Linked DNA regions of Mus musculus: region 2 is linked to region 1. A link is a contact called in public HiChIP or PLAC-seq data. All regions are on one chromosome and are shown on one strand. Each heading gives the region's core, a stretch centred on a gene start, on an enhancer-like site or on the middle of the called end of the contact. The rest is flanking DNA. Distances are from core to core; before and after follow the strand shown.

Region 1 (6,099 bases), core at 2,541-5,040:
AGACCCGCCTGCCTCTGCCTCCCAAATGCTGGGATTAAAGGTGTGTGCCACCACGCCCGGAAAACTACTCATTTTTATTTATACCTTCTTTCCTTCCTTCCTTCCTTCCTTCCTTCCTTCCTTCCTTCCTTCCTCCCTCCCTCCCTCCCTCTTTCTCTCTCTTTCGTTCTCTCTCTCTCCCTCTTTCTTTCTTTCTTTCTTTCTTTCTTTCTTTCTTTCTTTCTTGACATTGTTTCTCTGTGTACTTTTGGCTGTCCTGAAACTCACTCTGTAGACCAAGATGGCCTCAAACTTAGAACTCATAGAAGAGAGCCCGCTTCTGCCTCCTAATTGCTCAGATCAAAGGCATGCTCTGCACTGCTAAAAGTAAGTACTTTTGTTACTTTATGTGCACCACCTGCATGCAGTATCCAAAGAGGTCAATAGAGGGCACAATACCTCCTGGAGCTGGAGTCCTATTTTTTTATTTTATTTGTTTAAAGACATTTGTGTTATGAGAATCTTTTTGTACACTGTGTGAAGATATTTCTCTGTCTGTCCTTGCCCGTCTAAGGCATTCTCTGATTGGTTTAATAAAAAGCTGTACAGCCTATAGCAAAGCAGGAAAGGAAAGGATAGGCAGGACTTCCTGGCAGAGATAGGAACTCTGGGAAAGAGTTTGAGGGAAGAGGTTCGTGAGTGAGACATGGAGGAGAGATTTGCCAGCCAGATGTGGAGAATGAAGCAGGTGCCGGACCAACTGAAGGAGAAGTATCTAACAGGCCACAGAGTGGGTTTACTTCGATGGCTAGGTTCACTCAGTGACCTAGTTGAGAGTCTGCCAAGCGAAGGCCTAAAGCTTTCATAAAAATATAAAAGGTCTCTGTGTCATTATTTGGGAGATGGTGGGCTAATAAAGTCATGTTATAAATTTGTTTTAAGAATTTTTTTTTAAGTTTGAAGCCAGCTTGGTTTTCTGAGTGAGTTCTAGGACAGCAAGAAAACTACACAGAGAAACAGTACCTGAAGAGAGAGAGAGAGAGAGAGAGAGAGAGAGAGAAAGAGAGAATAAATACTTTTCACAAGTGTTATTTTTTTATTTATTATTTATCTATCTTATCTTTTTCGAGACTGGGTCTCAATATGTGGCCTTTGGTGTCCTGGAACTCACTGTGTAGACCAGGATGTCCTCAAACTCACAGAGATCCACCTGCTTTTGCCCCCTGAGTGCTATGATTTAAGCTGTGCACTACCATACCCAACTGTAAAACTTTTATGTATTTTTATGTGTATGAGTGTATAGTTGCATGTATGCTTATATACCATATGCACGCAATGCCCACAGATGCCAATAGAGGGCGCCAGATACCCAGACCTGGAATTACAGTTGATTTTTGAATTGCCATGTGGATACTGGAAATTAAACCTGGATCTTCTACCAGAGTAGTCCATGTAGGGAAGCCATGTCCCTAGGAAATGCTTTATCTTTCTTTAAAAATGACATTTGTCTATTTTTTGTGTTAGCAGGTATGCCCGTGGAGGTCAAAGGGAAAATCTGGGAAGCCCGTCCCCTCCTTCCATCTGGGTCCCGGGGATCAAGTTCAGCTCCTGAGTCTTGGTGGCCAGAGTCTTGGTGGTCCACTGAACCATCTTGTCCAAACCCCTTTCACTTGAAATAGGGTTTCACCCTGCAACCCTGACTTGCCTGGAACTCACTACACAGCTCAAGCTGGCATGAAACAACTCTCTTGCCTCTGTGTCCCAAGGGCTGAGTTGACAGACATTTTCTGCACCAGGCTTGTTTTCTTTCTTTCTTTTTTTTTTTTTTTTTTTTAAACAGGAAACTGGTTCTTTTTTTTTTTTTTTTTAAGATTTATTATTATATGTAAGTATACTGTAGCTGTCTTCAGACACACCAGAAGAGGGAGTCAGATCTCGTTAGGGATGGTTGTGAGCCACCATGTGGTTGCTGGGATTTGAACTCAGGACCTTCGGAAGAGCAGTCGGGTGCTCTTACCCACTGAGCCATCTCACCAGCCCCAGGCTTGTTTTCTTTTTCTAATGTTAGGGACAGTTTCCTGAGTCCAGACATCTTGGAAACAAGTTCCATCCATCTTGCTGGCAGACTCAAAACTGAGTTTATGTCCCCAGTGCCTGGAGCCCAACTCCTGTCCTTCTTTGGGTGTTTCATACTTGTCTGCTAACCACTACGGGATGCAAAGAGGGAAGATGCTCTTATTCTGTTATCTAAACTAAGTCACACAAGTCAAATGTGCTGCCCGTCTTGATGTAACCGACTACGTGCGGCATGCCCACTCCTTTGTTCCCATATCATTCTAACCTTCCAGGTCAGAGTCCAGGAGGGGACCTGGTCACAAAAGCTGAATCAAGGACCCTGAAACCAGGTGACCTGGATAAAGCCCAACCCCCTTTTGTGAAAATATGATTGGTCAATGCAACAGACCACCCTGCTCCCCCTCCCTTTTTGTTCCCATCCTATAAAAATGTTACACGTCTGTCTCCCCTGGGGATGCAGTACAGATCCCAAACGGGTTGCCTCCCTGAGCACTCAGAAAATAAAACTTTACTTTTTAAGTTTCCATCTCTGAAGTGAGTTCTTGTAGGGGGTGGTTCTGATGCCGAGGTCCTGTTCACCAATTGGTTCTTGATATGTCTGTAAAGAAGCTATGGGTCAATTGCTGGACGAGAGGGATAGGCGGGGCTTCCGGGCCCCTGGAGGCAAGGGAGGAGAGACAGAATTCTTCGCCATGCTTCTGATGAAGAAAAGTTGACCAACTATGTGAGATCTCGAAACAGAGTAGCCACACAGGCCGCTCCTACAGACAAGTGGTCAGGGATGTTTAGCAGGGACTAGGTTCAACAGACCAACTAAAGTTAGGTCAGTTGGGAGGTGCAGAGATAAGAATATTGATAAGGGCAAGCTTTTCCAGGCAGGAAAAACCTACTATCATAGCCCAGCCATTGTGTCAAAAGGCGAGTTGAAATTGAACAACTGTGTGTCTGTGTCATTTATCCGTGGATTCAAGGGAAACTGTGTGGGGGTTGGTAGTGCGGCCTGTTCCCAGAGCAATGGTGGGGTAATAAAGCTACAACGCAACATGTTTTCTTGGCTTCCACCCCAAACCTAACACTAAGGTGGCTAGCAAACAGTCTGAAGTTACAGGTGTAGCTGCTATAATATTGTAAACTGTAAAATTATATATTCTAGCCAGCCTGTGTAAAAGACACACAAACCTGTATTTTATTTACAAGCCCAGATTGGGCATCTTCAATTCTATTCTCTTCTGTATTCAAACCATGTGCCCCTTGTTACTTGGTGTTTTCAGTCTCACCCTGACTGCTTTGCTCCCTCAGTCTGTCAGGTCTCTTGGTCCATCCCCTCTAATAGAGACCTCGTTCTCTGCATCTCCCAATGGTCTCTCCTGAGACCCCCCACTCACTCCATCCTCAAGTCCCACTTTTCTTTCTCCACTGCCCAATCATAGTTCCGTCCCTAGCCTTTTATTAACCAATTAACTTTTAGTTGGGGGAGCAAGTTTTACATAACAAAGGCTGGCATATGTGAGAATTCTTTTGTCTGGATGGCAACCAGATCTTGGGGTTCAGAGTTTAGCATTTGTATACATAGCAGCCAATCACACCGCCTCCCCCCCCCCCCCCCCCACACACACACAGACATGGCTGGCTTAGCCTGAGCAGCTGAATTGAATTACATGTGATTGGGATAGCTTAGGAATGATGGAGGACACCCAGGGTGTCATTGTGCCATGTCACCAGTAGAGTGCGATCACACTAGTTAAATTCTCTCCCTGACCTGTGCTAGCGAGCTGTGGCTCCCTGCAGCCTGCACTTATCAGGTCCAGGATTATCCAGCAGACTAGCAAGATTGAGACCACTGTCTGAGATAGACGCCAGCCTGTTGGCTTGCGCATGCTTCTCCTCTTCCATCGTCAAAGTCCCTCTTTAGGACAGTGAGCTGCACAACGGCCACAAAGCCGGGCTTGCTCAGCTTCTAAACCCAGAGCTCTCAGATCCGGGTATGAGGCCCAGAATTGCTTTGGTTTCTCTGATGTTAGCCACATCAGTAAAGAGTGACTTAGTAAAACATAGATGAATTAAATATCATTTGCTATCACACCCTAGGATTTTACATTTCAATAAAGAAGGCTGAAGGATTTCCCACACTGAGCTAAACCCCAGCATCAAGGAGGCTGGGGCAGAAAGATGGCCATTTCTGTACCTAGAATCTACTAGTGAGGGGTTGGGGGCATGGCTCAGTGGTAGAGCCCCTGCCTAGAATCCCCCAGTGAGGGACTGGAACGTGGTTCAGTGGTAGAGTGTTTCTTTTTTAAGCTGGTGTGAGGCTCTAAGTCCCAGTTCTTCAAAGTAAATAAAAAACAAAGCCAGACCTCCCTGGTCCTAAAGCTGTTCAGAGGGCCATCGCTAGATCATATGCAATGTACCACCCCTTACCAGTGTGCATCACTCATATGCACACTGCACACTAACTATATGCAGTGTACCGCACTTCCCTGGCCCAGTGGGAGGATTTGTTTGTTTGTTTGTTTGTTTGTTTGTTTTGTGGATAAAGTTACCTTCCAGGATTCTTTCTGTCCCCTGTAATTTTTTAAAACAAACTTTATTTATGGTTTTGTGTGTGACTGTCTGTTTAAACCAAACAGCTGCCACTTGGAGAGTTCAGCCGTAGCCCCTTGCAAAAGGATGGGGACACCGGGCTTGCTGACTCATTGTGGCAGGGTGGGGAAGGTTTGGAGCCCCTGGGCCTGAGTGCCCAGCAGCCTCTTACCAGTCCTGTGCAGTGCTGCCTTCGCTGTGTGTGACCCCGGGGAGCAGCAAGAGGGTATACACAGGTGAGGGTTTGGGGAAGCTCCATTTATGGAGCTGTGGGACAGCTCTCATCCTCACTGGGTAAGTCAGGTGCAGCCTGTTTGAAGAGGTGCACCCCATCCCTAGAGGTAACTCCTTACCTACGCTTTGTAAGGAAAACCAAGGTTGAGCAGAGTGACCTCAGAGAAGCCGTGCTTCAGTTTATCATTGCAAGCTTAGGAAGGAAGGAAGACCCTGCTGACATTATACTTCTGGGAAGGAATTTTAGCCACATACGTGTGTGTATGTGTGCCTGACAGCTGTCTGCAGGTGCCCATGGAGACCAGAAGAAGATGTGGGATCCCTTGATATTGTAGTTACAGATGGTTTATGGACTGCCCAACATGGGTGCTGGAAATTGCAACCAGGATTTTTGTAGTGTGTGCTTCTAACCACGAAGCCATCTCTGCAGTTGCCCTCTCCTCCCAATCAGTGCGTTCAACTTTACAGAAGAAACATGCATTTACTTATTCACGTTTGTGTTTGTGAATGTATGGGCTCCTGTGTGTATCTGTGTGGGGTCCTTATACCTATGTGTGTGTGCAAAGGCATGAAGAACCTGATACCCTCTGAGACTCTGTCTGTTCCTTGAGGCAGGAGCCCTCCCTGAACCTGAACCTCATGCTTTCCCAGCTGGGCTGAAAGGAACAAGGTCCAGGGACCCTCGTGTCTCCTCTGGCTACAGTCCAGGGACCCTCGTGTCCCCTCTGGCTACAGTCCAGGGACCCTCGTGTCCCCTCTGGCTACAGTCCAGGGACCCTCGTGTCCCCTCTGGCTACAGTCCAGGGACCCTCGTGTCCCCTCTGGCTACAGTCCAGGGACCCTCGTGTCCCCTCTGGCTACAGCACTAGGACTCAGGCTACTTGGCCAGTTACACAGCGATGCAGGCTGAGCTCTGGCCCTCATGTGTCTCTCGCAGCATCTCCCAAATGCTAAGCTCTCTCTCCAGCAAGCCACAACATCTAAAAACCTTTTTTACACTGGGCATCGGCGGCGCACACCTTTAGTCCCAGCACTTGGGAGGCAGAGGCAGGCGGATCTCTGAGTTCCAGATCAGCCTGGTCTTCAGAGTGAGTTCCAGAACATCCAAGGCTACACAGAGAAACCCTGTCTCTGTGTGAGGCTCTAAACAAACAAATAAACAAATTAAACCAAAAACTAAAACCCAACAAACACAGCAACAACCTACAAAATCTTTGTTTGTTTGTTTTT
Region 2 (6,099 bases), core at 2,262-4,761, 370 kb before region 1:
CTAGGAAGCCTCTAACTTGGTCCTGGGCTGCAGCTCGCTGCAGCTCTTTCTGCTCTTCTCTCCTCGCTCCTCGCTGCTTCTCATAGGCCTGGGGGAAGAGGGACCTGGGTTAGCAGTACCAGGGCCCACCCTGGTGTCTACCCCACCCCACCAGTGTGGGGACAGAGCCCTGGGCAGCTCTGGCATAACTGGCAACAGTTGTTGACACTTTCGTGTTCTTTTGCTAAGGTGGCCCTGGCATTTGCGTCCGTGGCTTCCTACTCAATATGGAACCCAGTCCTCCTCCTGGGAGGGCCTCCTCGGTCTGAAACTCACTGTGCAGCCAAGAGTGACCCTGAACTTCCGACCTTCCACCAGGCAAGCCATGCATCCCCATTCCTGGTTATCCGTGCTGGGGTTGGGACCTAGGGCTTCATGCTATTAACCAAGCTCTCCCCAGCCACAAGGCCAAGTTTCTAAAGTGCTTAGACTCTGATGACCACATGGCTAGCCAGCGAACCCCTGTCCTGCCACAGTGGGTGGGGGTGGGGGTGTTGACTCAGAAGTCTATAAATAGTACGGTGTGCTGGGCTCCCTGTGACCAGAACAGTAAGGCATGCGCCCATTGCCCACTCCTGCCTGGCACCCAGCAGGTGTCAAGTAGTCAGCTCTGGAGACTCCCTGGGTCACCCAGCTGAGGTGGTGACATTAACAATGCCTGAGGCCATGAAGGCCTCCAATGAGGGAACCAAGGTCAGGGAGAGTCTAGCTAGCCCTGGTGTGTGGGAGACACAGAGTCTGTGGAGCAAGTACTGAGCATGCATGAGCCGAGGCGACAGCAGGATGGCTGCAGGTGCTTGGCCTGTGAAGCCCGGGTGCCATGCCTGGTCCAAAACAAGGGCCTGCCAGTGTGTCTCTCCCCACAGAATGAAGGACACCCAGCGTGCCTGCTGGGCACTTAGATTATCTATTTGTGTCTTGCACTTGCTCTGTGCACCCTCTAGCTTCACCCTGGTGGCCATTGTACAGCGTAAGACCAAGCACAGGACACACTGTATCCATTTACATCTCAAGCCCCTGCTAAGTGCCTGGAGCTGAGAGCATGGGAAGCTGCTCCTGTGGGCCGTGGGCTGCGCGCCTGCGGTCCAGTGTGGACTCAGCAGTGAGTACGAGGGCACCAGGGGGTCCGGGGGTCCAGGTGGGGTTAGCAGGTGCACCCCAGAGGGCCTGGCCCGCAGGAGGTCTATGCGGATGCTGTCTGGGCTGAGATCTGAGTGGAGAGAAGCGGGAGGTAGATGGCATTCCAGGCAGACGCCACCATTGCAGAAACTGCCCTGCCAGGCTAGGAAGATGGCTCAGCGGTTAAGTCCACTGACTGCTCTTCCAGAGGTCCTGAGTTCAAATCCCAGCAACCACATGGTGGCTCGCAACCATCTGTAACGGGATCCGATGCCCTCTCCTGGTGTCTTCCTCCCCTCAGCCTCCATCACCTTCACCTGCCGGGCGATCTCTCTCTTCTGGTGCAGGATGTACTCCAGGATCGCTTCCCTCTCATACAGGTAGCCGTCTGGCCTGCAGAGGGAGGGGATGAGGGACGCACTGGCGTGGGCTCAGCCGCAGGGTCGGGTCCCCCTCCACATGGGGTACCACCAAGCATATTCAGGTGAGCATCTCTATTCACTCCCTGCCCTGGATACCACTAAGTACCTTTAGGCAACGTCTTCACAGCACTCCTTTCAGTCCTCTCTTTAGAGAGACAATGTACTGGAGCTCAGGCTAGCTTCAAACTACTATGTAGCTGGGGCTTGCCTTGAAGGCCTCGTCTTCCTGTCTGCATTGCCTGAGTGCTGGGATAACAGGTGTGCATCACACCCGGCTTTCTGTGGTGCTGGGATGGACCAGAGGTTCCTGCATGCGAGGCACGCACTGTACCCCGAGTCAGCCTCAGCCACTAGACTAGCAGTGCACTCGCTCGCCCAACTGCACCTGTGGTGGAGGTGAGCTGCCTGCCTCTGGTGAGGGCTCTGAGGCTCTGAGAGGTCTGCTAAACCCACACACACCAGCTGCCCCTTTGCCCCTCCCCTGCTTACGTGACCACAGGGTCATGGCAGGGCTGCAGAGAGAGACAGCAGCAGTCAAAGTCTTTCACAGCGTCCCGGCTCAGTCGAATGTTCTGGGTCCCATAGCCCGAGGCCGCTGGGGACAGAACAAGGTGGGAATGAAGACATGGGTGGGGACATGCCCTCCACCAAATGTCGCAGAGAAGTGTGTAGGTTTGGTGGAGTCTGAGAGAGTCCACAATGGCTAGGTCAGCTTTTTTCCCCAGAAGCGGGGTGAAGAGGCTCAGGGCTCCCTCCCTCTCCCGGGGTGGGGACCACCACTGTGGCTCTCGGCCTTCCTTTCGGCAGAGCTGGCCAGGAATGGTTAAGAGGAAGGGGAGCAGACGTGGGATGGTATGTTGGATGGGCCACACTGTCTATGGCCACCATCATTAGTATAGATGGGAAAGAGACAGGCCACTCAGGGGCAGAACAGGACAACAGGGCAGAATTAGAAAGCCACACCTCACAAAGGGTGAAACTGAAGGTGACAGTGATGTCCCTAGGATGGTACCTGTGTCCTTCTTCTTCTCGTGGTAGGTGTAGACGGCCCCTGCAGTGCAGTTCTTGCCATGCCGCGTCATCCTGTCTAAGGGGGGAAGTGTCAGGGTGACCCCAGGGCACTCACACAGGACATGAACAGCCTCCTGGGCTTGTGGTCAGTAGCCTGCTCCTGAAGCCTGTTCAGGTCGCCGAAAACACAGCCCTAAACCACAGCAGTCCGTGGGTCTCAGCAGGGAGGACAGAACACCAGGCAGTGCCCAGCCACTTCCTTTTGCCTTTGAGACAGAGTCTCACCATGTAGCCCTGGCTGGCCTCAAACTCTACCTCTGCCCCCTAAGAGCTGGTTTAAAGGCCTGAACCACTTTAAAAACAAAAACAAAAAAAAAAAACTCTGTCTTCCTCTATTGCCCAGGCTGATCTTGGATTCCAGGCAAACCTCCTGCCTCAGCCTCTTCAATGCTGGGAAGACAGGCTGTGCCACCACGTCTGTGCTAGGCAAGTGTGTGCATGCGGAACTGCATCCCCAGCCTTCCCTATGTTTCTCATCTCTCCTTTCAGTTACTAAGCCATTGGGGGTCAGGGGAGGCAGGAGAAGAGTTCAAGGGAGGGGGTAGGGAGATGACTCAGGGGTTAAGAGCACCAGCTGTTTTTCCAGAGAACCTGGGTTTAATTCCCAGCACCCACATGGTGGCTCACACCCAGTTCCAGGGCTTCTGGTGCCCTCACCCAGACACACATGCAGGCAAAACACCAGTGCACATAAAATAAACAAATAATTACTTGGGGGGGGGCAGAGGGAGGGAGGGAGGGAGAGAGAGGGAGAGAGGAGAGTTAATTCAAGGTGAATTTGAACTACTTTGAATCTACAAAGTGAGTTGGAGGTCAGCCTGGGCCACATGAGACTTTGCTCAGCAAACAAAAGAAGTTACTGGGGTTGGGGATTTAGCTCAGTGGTAGAGTGCGTGCCTAGCAAGCACAAGGCCCTGGGTTCTGTCCTCAGCTCTGAAAAAAACAAAAAACCCAAGTTACTATGTAAGACACTCTAGAAACAACTAAAACCTTGACTTTTTCAAAACCATTTTATTTGCTATGTGCATGCTTGCTTGTGTGACTGACGTCATGTGCAGCAATGCCTGCCAAGACCAGAAGAGGGTGACAGATCCTCTGAAGCCAGAGTTACAGGTGGCTGTGAGCTCCATGTGGGGACTGGGAAACTAAGCTGGAAGAGCAGCCATCATTACTAATGGATGAGCCATCTCTCCAGCCTGGGTATTTAGAATAACATCATTATTCTCCTTGAAAATGTAGCTGATGTAACCTAATCCTGTGATCTAAACCCATCCTTGATACTTTCCACCATTCACTTGGGTTGTTTTGTTTTTTGTGTTTGTTTGTTTGTTTGTTTGTTTTTGAGACAGCCTTGGCTGTCCTGGAACTCACTCTGTAGACCAGGCTTGGCCTCAAACTCAGAAATCCGCCTGCCTCTGCCTCCCGGGTGCTGGGATTAAAGGCGTCCCCCCCCCCCCACATTCACTTGTATCACAGTCTTTGCTGCTTTGTAGGTTCTTTATCTTCCACCTTTCACCCCTTTCTACCCTTTCAACCCCCAACACTAGAGAGAGGAAAAAGGATGGGAAGAAAAGGGTTGGGAAGGGGGCGGAGTTATCATTAAGTTACCTCCTGCTCATTATGGGCATCAAGCTCCCTGGGCAAGCTTGACAGTCAAAGTCAGGATATCTCATTTTTTTTTTTTCCTTTCCTTCTTTGTGTATGACTACTTAACAAACCCAGACCAAGAGCAACCAAGAACCAATAACCCCACTTCTCAGGGCCCTAGCATTTATAGACCCTCTGAAAACTCCTCAGAATCCAAATGTCACACAATCACAGAAACTATCTGCTGCAGCAAAATTACACCTCTGCTAGGGCACAAGGCAAATCATAGTCAGCTGCTGTGGGCGGTCTGAAGCAGCCCCACATCCCACAGCTGGGATTACAACAATCATATTCTTATAATATTTCTGTGTTCTTCAAAGAAAGCAAAGCTCCAAATTTGTCACTACCCATGTGAAACACATACATACAAACTAAAGAAAAGGTTTCACCAGAAATTAAATTTTACATATCCTTTTCTCCATGAACGTATATTTTCATTGGTTCCTATTTTAACCTGATTTCATGTCTTTGTGTTCAAAACTATTTAGGTAATCACTCATATATCTCAGCAATAGAAAAAAATACAGAGGGCTGGAGATGTTGCAGCTTAAAACTCCTATAGACACAGCCCCAGGGGATGGATCTGTCTGTCTGTCTGTCTGTCTGTCTGTCTGTCTCTCTCTCTCACACACACACACACACAAATGTAATAAACTGCTTATTTAAAAAGAAACAGGGGGTTGGAGAGATGGCTCAGCAATTAAGAGCACTGACTGCTCTTCCAGCAGTCACTGCTCTTCCAGCTACAGTGTACTTACGTATAATAAATAAATAAATCTTAATAAATAAATAAAACCTAGTATCATGTTCTTATTAAAAAAAAAAAAAGAAAAAAAGAAAAAGAAAAGAAAAGAAACAAAGGCAGGCCTGGTACTTAGTGTCCTGGCCTAAGTAACTTAGTGAGACATCACAAACTCGAGCCGAGAGCTGAGGCAGAGCTCTTGCACTAACAGAGCACTTGCCTAGCACACAAGGCCTGGTCAACCACGACACTGCAAGGAAACCAAGCACACAGAAACCAAACCCATAAGGTCTGAGAATGAGGCTTTCTGCAGTGCGCAAGCGGTAGGCAGGGCCCAAAGGGGTGGAATCCTCTCTCCCTCCCTCTATCTGAGTGTGCTGACAGATGAAAAGTTGGAAGCCCTGGGCCAGTTACACTCTGTTGCTCCCTGTGTGTGCGCCAGGAAGAGATGAACTAGGGACCCTAGATGTGGTGGCCCACACCTGCAATCCCAGGACACAGAAGCCTGAGGCAGGAGGTTCTATATTGGGTTCTAGATCAGTAAGAACTGAGAAAGACCCTGTCTCAGAAAACCCAAAGGTGGGCCCGTGAGATGGCTCAGGGTGAAGATGCTTGCTTGCCTTACAAACCCTATAACCTGAGTTCAATCTCCTGTGCCATGGAAGAATTGTCCGCTCTCTACATGTATGCTGCAGGGGTCTGACTGCAAGGACCAATCAGTCAATAGTGCTACACCCAATGGTTTCCGCAACAGGTCTCAAAAAGGCTAGGCTGGCCTCTTAAGCTTATCCTCTCAAGGAGGATAGCCTTGAACGTCTTATCCTCCTGCATCCACCTCTGGAGTCCTAGACAAGACAGGTGGGTAGCACCAAGCCCGGTGTATTTAACTTTGGAGCCAACTGGAGAGATGGCTCAGTGATTAAGAGCACTGACTGCTCTTCCAGAGGTCCTGAGTTCAATCCCCAGCAACCACATGGTGGCTCATAACCATCTGCATTGGGATCTGATGCCCTCTTCTGGTGTGCATGAAGACAGTAACAGTATATTCACATGCATAAA

The links. HiChIP or PLAC-seq counts read pairs in DNA pulled down with a chosen protein or histone mark.
Region 2: an H3K27ac HiChIP or PLAC-seq map of embryonic stem cells shows a contact between it and region 1, with 5 times the contacts expected there. The contact joins two enhancer-like sites. A contact is called at or near these places in 4 of 115 datasets of contacts at active chromatin or transcription factors (embryonic stem cells and pancreatic cancer cells).

The regions. Positions count from the first base shown.
Region 1 is chr7:44,699,787-44,705,885 of GRCm38.p6, reverse strand. No RefSeq gene overlaps it. Among named protein-coding and RNA genes, the nearest start is that of Izumo2, 5.9 kb to the left of the region's middle. Within about 2 kb of position 3,790, at least 15 of the 459 cell types and tissues checked have an H3K27ac peak or open chromatin away from gene starts, as enhancers often do. A contact at or near this core is called in embryonic stem cells, where this site is marked.
Region 2 is chr7:45,070,058-45,076,156 of GRCm38.p6, reverse strand. Nosip (nitric oxide synthase interacting protein) reads right to left here. Exons shown (of 9, transcript NM_025533.3): 2 at 2,593-2,667; 3 at 2,070-2,175; 4 at 1,470-1,551; 5 at 1-88. The coding sequence starts at 2,662. Among named protein-coding and RNA genes, the nearest start is that of Nosip, 11 kb to the right of the region's middle. Within about 2 kb of position 3,511, at least 17 of the 459 cell types and tissues checked have an H3K27ac peak or open chromatin away from gene starts, as enhancers often do. A contact at or near this core is called in embryonic stem cells, where this site is marked.